2 separate regions of the Bombyx mori genome follow, and region 1 is linked to region 2. Evidence: chromatin contacts called from public Hi-C data. All regions are on one chromosome and are shown on one strand. Each heading gives the region's core, a stretch centred on a gene start, on an enhancer-like site or on the middle of the called end of the contact. The rest is flanking DNA. Distances are from core to core; before and after follow the strand shown.

Evidence for each region. A called contact is a pair of places that touch in the nucleus more often than the background predicts.
Region 1: a contact with region 2 is called in a Hi-C map of midgut, with 1.7 times the contacts expected there. The contact joins the promoter of LOC101738712 here to the enhancer-like site in region 2. A contact is called at or near these places in 2 of 7 Hi-C or Micro-C datasets (midgut and an unstated tissue).

The regions. Positions count from the first base shown.
Region 1 is chr13:6,616,097-6,619,829 of ASM3026992v2, forward strand. It overlaps LOC101738712 (splicing factor YJU2), which reads right to left and starts at 2,014. Exons shown (of 5, transcript XM_004927872.5): 1 at 1,865-2,014; 2 at 1,564-1,776; 3 at 647-821. The coding sequence starts at 1,888. Mir3255 (microRNA mir-3255) reads right to left here and starts at 1,055; the gene lies at 954-1,055.
Region 2 is chr13:6,527,738-6,531,636 of ASM3026992v2, forward strand. LOC101738852 (G1/S-specific cyclin-D3) reads right to left here. Exons shown (of 5, transcript XM_004927873.5): 4 at 2,929-3,050; 5 at 106-2,567. The coding sequence ends at 2,379. Among protein-coding and RNA genes, the nearest start is that of LOC134199969, 14 kb to the right of the region's middle. Within about 2 kb of position 2,449, at least 6 of the 8 cell types and tissues checked have open chromatin away from gene starts, as enhancers often do.

The DNA of each region.
Region 1 (3,733 bases), core at 764-3,263, 88 kb after region 2:
AGTTTAAACAATTCTATTTTAGTTACTTTTACATTACAGTATTACAAATTAAAAATATCTTGCTCAGTCCATCTAAGCAATAAATAAAAAAAAGTTAGGGATGTCCAGTTTATTTTTGTTGTTGTTAAGACAGGGGTTCCCACCTGAACTTATTTTGTCTACTGCCTACTTTGAGAATAAATTCTTTTTTAGCGCCCTTATTTTTTATCTACTTAAAAACCACTATAGTGAGAGCTCAGTTGGTGCCTAAGAGTCCTCCTAGATGAAATTACAAATCGCCTCCCAAGCCTCTACACAACGCCCCCATTTTTTTCTGGGACTCGTACCGCCCCCTTTTAAGCCTGCAAGCGCCCACAATGGGGCGTTATCGCCCACTTTGGGAAAGGCTACCTTCAAGACATGAGGTAAAATTTTCAATTGTATATTGCATCAGTCATCTATCTACCTTTCAAACCAAAATCCAAAATATACAACTACTTTCTGGCCCAGGTATGTAAAACAAGTTGTAAAAGTGCAAAAAAAATTTGGTTTGTTTGATAAAAGGTTTCATTTCTTGCCAAGAAAGTATATCCACAAATCTATTTGAGAATCAAATAAACTAAAATACAGATTAATCATCACGGCAAGGCTATATTTATGTATCTACCTAATAGCTTCATAGGATTATTGGCTTCTTCTTCTTTTTGCTCTTCTTCTTCACGCTTGGCCTGTTCTTCAGCAAGTTTTAATGCCATAAAGTTCCTTGTAGCACCAGCTTCTATCTCATAATCGGTATTCTTTGGATCTGTTTTGAATGATATTTCTTGCAAGCAACGAGTACACTGAAATAAAATTATATTTAAAAATTAAACCAGGTCTTAAAGAATAAGCTACAGTGGTACAATCAAATAAACACAATTCTTCTATAAAAAAAAACAGATTTCCGTATTCTCTTGAAATAGTCATTAAATTATTTTGAAAGTAACTTTAATTCACATCATATTATGGCAATGATAGCCAGTATCCATCAAGATTGGTATAATACAACAGGCAAAACAAAGCTACTACCTTCAAGTATAAACTATATTTAAACCTATTTTGAGAACTAATATTCAAATGTACAATACTGAGTCAATTCTACCAGATTGAAACATGTTGCAAAAATGGTTTGTGGAAACACATTGTGAACAATGCAGATACCTATTTTGTCTTTAAAGACCTAAAAAGGCATAGAGTGTAAAACAATTATGTAATTAGAAGTATTCACTTATCACATTTGCAAATTAGCAATTCTAGGAATATAGCCTTGGCAATATCTTATGTGAAGGTGGAAGGACTCACATTGTGATGTCTACATGCTTTAGTCACTATTTAATGCCCATAAGGCTGCTTATGCACCCATATGTGTAATAAAATGATGCTACTTAACATATATATCTCTTTAGAAGCATTCTTGTTCTACAGGACACTTCATTAGACTTATGCTACCATAGAACATTTATATATATTTTTAATATTATGGAAAATTCACATTAGTACAGGTTGTTTAACTCATTTTTTAGTTTTGTTCATTGCCCTACTTACTTTTATATAGAACCTATATATCCTAATACCGAGGTAATCTTCATTCTCCACATCCTCTTTCCTAGCATTGAACTTTTTGCCTTTATAAATATATTCACCGCATGTAGCACATCGCATGTTAAATGGAGCCATAAGTCGGACTGTGTATTGACGATTTTTCGCTAGTTTCATACGAGGTATCTTCGAAGGATCGAAATCCGGTGGATAATATTTCTGAAACATTGCATGGTGCAGGTTTATACATATATCATTTAAATTGTTACAATATCACCCGCATACAAACCAAGAAACCATTACTTACATTTAAAACCTTTCGTTCCGACATTTTAACGAAACAATCAAATTATATGATTTTATTCACAAAATAATGTTATTTCTATTAAAGAGCACTTAGTTATTTATCTGTATTTGACGTTTATAATGTTTGACACTCATGACAATATTTTAAACTATTTAACGGCCTGGATCTTTGGCCTTTTAAGCCAAGTCATCAATTAAAAAAAATCATTCGTCGTATCTACGGATTCTCCATACGAAATAAAATAGATTAGAATTGAATGATATGATTTTTTTTTTTTTTTTTTATTGCTTAGATTTGTGGACGAGCTCACAGCCCACCTGATGTTAAGTGGTTACTGGAGCCCATAGACATCCACAACGCAAATGCGCCACACACCTTGAGATATAGTTCTAAGGTCTCAGTATAGTCACAACGGCTGCCCCATCCTTCAAACCGAAACGCATTACTGCTTCACGGCAGAAATAGGCGGGGCGGTGGTACCTACCCGTGCGGACTCACAAGAGGTCCTACCACCAGTAATTACGCAAATTATAATTTTGCGGGTTTCATTTTTATTACACGATGTTATTCCTTCACCGTGGAAGTCAATCGTGAACATTTGTTGAGTACGTATTTCATTAGAAAAATTGGTACCCGCCTGCGGGATTCGAACACCGGTGCATCGCTTCAACACGAATGCACCGGACCTCTTATCCGTTAGGCCACGACGACTTCATATGATCATGAGATATATATTTTTTATTGCTTAGTTGGGTGGACGAGCTCACAGCCCACCTGGTATTAAGTGGTTACCGGAGCCCATAGACATCTAGAACGTAAATACTGTCACCTACCATGAGATAGGAGTTTTATGATCTCAGTTTTTACTGTATAACGGCTGCCCCATCCTTCAAACCGAAGTGCATTACTGCTTCACGGCAGTAGGCGGGGCGGTGGTACCTACCTGTGCGGCCTCACAAGACGTTATACCGCCAATAATCACGCAAATTATAATTTTGCAGGTTTGATTTTTCCTTCACCGTGAAAGTCAAACGTGAACCGTTGAATGACGACCGAACGAACACCGTTGCATCGCTAGATACGAATACACCGGACTTCTTATCCTTTAGGCCACGACGACGAATATGAAATATTTGTTAAATAATAAAGAGCTAAGTGGTGACTATTAGAAAATTGGTCCCAGGTATTACCGATGAATTCAACAAGTGGCATCCAATATGGTTCAAAGGTGAAGTTGGTATCATTCTCGGAGCAGTCCAGCTTAGTATCGTCATACGATGGTATGGGCATGTTAAATGGTACATGTCGACACGAAGACGAATAGTGACATAATTTAAATCTTAACGTTTGCAACATTGAAGGATGATTTGTTAACAGTAAAACTGAGCTATTAAAAATATACGTGATGGCGGACAATACCCGCTGTTACGAAATTCCACCCTTCTCAGAAAAAAGGTACGTATTGTACGCAGTCGAGCGTGAACCGACGATAGGAAGGAAATAAACTGCTACAGATTTACAAGTTTGTTTTCTACTTCGCCAAATACAAGTCACGACGACCGACGATGATGACGCCTTATCAAAACAACCAGGACAATTCTGCGCCCCCATACTTATGATAAAATACAACTTGTTGTGTTCATTACAATTTAACAGTTGCCCTTTATTAGGTCTCTATCTATATATATATATTACCGCTTAGTACACAGAAAGCACAGACATTTTTCTCAAAATAATTAATTCAAATCAAAATATATTTAATATTTTATTTCTATCAATCTAATTATGTACCAATGGTACCGATTAAAATATTCATGTCGGAAGCGTTCAACTAAAATAACAAGTCGTGCGTTCGTTGACAGTGTTCAT
Region 2 (3,899 bases), core at 1,199-3,698:
TTCCGCAGACAGAATCGGCAGGTTACGTCATCAGCCAAGTAAATCTCGCGTAGGCGCTCGCCAGTGCAGAAATGCGTAATCGTCGGGTAAAAAATAAAAATGTACTTTTGAATTTTCAAAATTTTATTGTCCTTTTTATATTCAATATATTTACATCTCGACAGCTCGTCGTCCTTATAATCCAAAGAGAAACTTTAATAATCACATATGAAATCAATGTACTTAACATATCGTTTTAAAAGTCACTAAATTATAATTAGAATTTGTCTTATATAATATAAATATAACTTTTCTATGACGTTCTCGGCGACGTCGCATTCAATCACCAAGTCTGAGCTTCGTTGCTCCTTTCATAATCATTTTATAATCACAGGAAAAGGGATACTTTTCACTTACTTTTTTTTTAATTCATTAAGCATAAACTAAACTATAAACTACTTCAAAATAAGCCAGTCCGAAAGCAAACTAAGCATTAAACAAGACTAACTTCGTAATGCGTATATTTTCCCACAATTTTTGTCCTATATTATACATAATCTTACATTAAAGTGAATGCAACTTTATGTCAATGTGCATAACGCACTAAATGCAATTGAATTTTGGATTACATAACCGAATAAATAATTACAAATGTCCAAATATACTTTATGATGGTTTAGTTAGGTACGTGTAAGTAATGAATCGTATTCCGTTTTAGAGAATAAAAATATAGCAGTGTAACTTATGGCACCACATGCTTACAGCACACCCTAATGTAAATTTTACGAATATATACATTTACAACTAATATCCTATACACATAACAGATCACTAAATATGTATCAAGTCTATAAGCTGTTGTTTGACCTGATTCGCTTTTGTGGAAGACATCGAGTGATTTTTTTTTGTTTATACGTAGCTATAATTTTGTTTTTTTGTTTTTACGTAGCTATAATTTTGTTTTTTTTTGTTTTTACGTAGCTATAAAAAAATCGCACAGTTAGATTAACGTCAATTTACAGATAAATTAACCTTACATATATTTTACTAACGTAATAAAAGAAAGCACATTTATATTTTTATCGTAACCGCGTTTTAATTACTGCCTGAAATACACCACCCGTACTTAAATCAATATAGCTATAACTAAGAACATTGTATATCACATTTTTTTTTATTAACATAGTCACCTCTACGATCATTCTAACTACCTATGTAGACTATTAAGTACAAATAAAATGGAACATGACTATTGCATTGTTTATTTTAGTGCATTTTCGCTTAGGAACGATAAAGGTGGTGTTAAAATAATTGATCCTATTCTAAAAAAACATCTTAACGATCACATATTTCTATACAGCAATCTATAAAGAAAATGAAATTAGATCTACGTTAACTTATTATGACTGGAAGTGACTACAATACGAAATTCAAAGCAACAAGTTGATCCTATCACATAAACATACAAACTGAAAGAGCCGACGCTTTCGTTGCAAGGAACAAAAAAAAATCCCTAAATAACTAATTACGCAAAATATTAGAAAAATAAACAGTCCTTCGTCTACTATCAGACAACGTCCTACAAATAAGTTTTAGTTTTATAATAGTATCTGGTTTATATATTTGTTTGAAAGTATTATAATATACATACAATCTGTATATAACTAAGATAAATATAATCAAAAAAAATAATAATGAAAACTAACGTTAGTTTTTACAACGAACAAGCGTAATTTATTGCCTTCCCCCGATATAAAATAAACTCTGATAGTGTGTAGGTGTACCAATTTTAATTTCAAAGTGGCAAATACAAGCGCGTCGTAATGTCGGGTGTATATTTTATTCGAAGATGATAAAAGATAAGTCAACATTATAATAATACTAATGTATTTAGTGAAACCGATACCATCCAAAGAAAATCAGTAACATATTATTATTATTATACAATAATTAAAACGTGTATCTAACTTTGGTCCCGCGTAAACAATATTCAACACACATAATATGAACAACAGCTAATTTATCGGTAAAGCGTAGGGTATTTGCCGCATGAAACTGATAGTCCTTAATTATATAAGAGGTAGATTGCAATTTCTGAAGCCGTATTAACTAGCATGTACATTAAGGCTTACCAAGGTCACGTTCAATGCAAGTAATAATATAATTAGTGAACGTACAGACTAGAGGCAATTACAAGTAGCACGTAAGGCTTACAGTTATGTATTCACAATTAGTATATACGTACATTAACTAGGAGAGACATACGATTGTCAGTCTTTGTATCGATCAGTCCGCCGTCACGAATGCATCTGGCAACGTTTGTTGTAGTTTATAGTATTTTCGTACTGATGCTTCGTGATTACTTAATTAGATTGTGGAGGCACAGAGCCTGTCCAGGTTTAGAAGTGTACATCTCTGACGTCGGTGGGTGTGGCGGCGTTACTGTGCGCCTTGTCGTGCGGGGGGGCGGGGGGCGGCGTCCAGCCCGCCGCTTCTCGCGCCTGGCCGTTTGGGGGACACGAGTCACGCTCCACTATCAAACTTTGCACCATATCCTCGATCTGTTCGAGACAGGTCTGCAGGCAATCCTAAAAGAAATTTAAATTTAGACTTTGGATTCACCATTTAATTTGATTATTGTTCTGGTTTTTTTTTTCTTAATTTTTTTATACTAGTTTATACCATGTTTTAAGTCTGTACACACGTACCTAGCCTTCATTCCCGCAAAGAACCAAAGGGAAACGGGGGTGACTGAAAATCAGCGCTGCTCGATTTATCAGCCTTGAACAGCATTAGCTGAGCCACATCCTTTTGCCTTTTTCTGTTTTCTTTTTTTTTGTATTTTATTTAATTTAATGTGAAATGCAATAAATGATTTTATTATTATTATTATTATCTAATAGGTATTATTAGGCACGCAGTAAATGCTTGGGAAAATTGATTACTTACTAAGTCAATGCGCGTGAGCTCTTGGAGTCTCGATAAGTAGCCATCGTGTTCGAGACCTCGTAGTGCAGCAGCGATGCTGCAAGCGGCAAGAGTGCTTGAAGAGTACAGCGTGAATTCATAATCTGTAACAATAGAAATTCGTATTAGCTAAAAAAAAAATTTGATTGCTTAGATGGGTGGTCGACCTCACAGCCCACCTGGTGTTAAGTGGTTACTGGAGCCCATAGACATCTACAACGTAAATGCGCCACCCACCTTGAGATATAAGTTCTAAGATCTCAGAATAGTTACAACGGCTGCCCTACCCTTCAAACCGAAACGCATTACTGCTTCACGGCAGAAATAGGCAGAGCGGTGGTACCTACCCGCGCGGACTCACAAGAGATCCTACCACAATTAAAAATAAAATTCATTAAAGCATTCAATGTTATGGCGCCTTCCTTTCAATTGCTGAATTTAGTTATCATTGTAGCTTTCCTAACGAACATTCCTAAACGTGATAGTTTTTCGAGACGGTCCAGTAGTTGTGGGTAAATCTCGCCATCTCACTTGCACCGGCTGTCACTCAAGTCTGGAGAGTGTAGGCTCAAAGAAGCCGGCACCCGCCCTCGCGGCCGCATTCCACAGCCTGCAAGCGCATGCTCGACTTACTTGAATATTTCTCACGGACTTAGTTTGGCAAGCCCTCGTACTATATCTGGCACGATATTGTAATTCATGTCCTTACGTTCAACTGATAAAACTGCATACAAGTGAAAGTAATAACCCTACTAAAAGTAATAGTGCCTATCCGACGTTATTGTCGTAATACATTATTTGATCCTCGAATGATTTTAAAAACGCATATGTAAACACGATGTATGTGTTTCATGACTTCTTGTAGAAAATTAAAAGAAGTTACCAATAAAACTCGTAATTAAGATTGAATCTGGTAGTTTTTGATAAGGTAGTTTGGTAGTTTTTGGTAGATA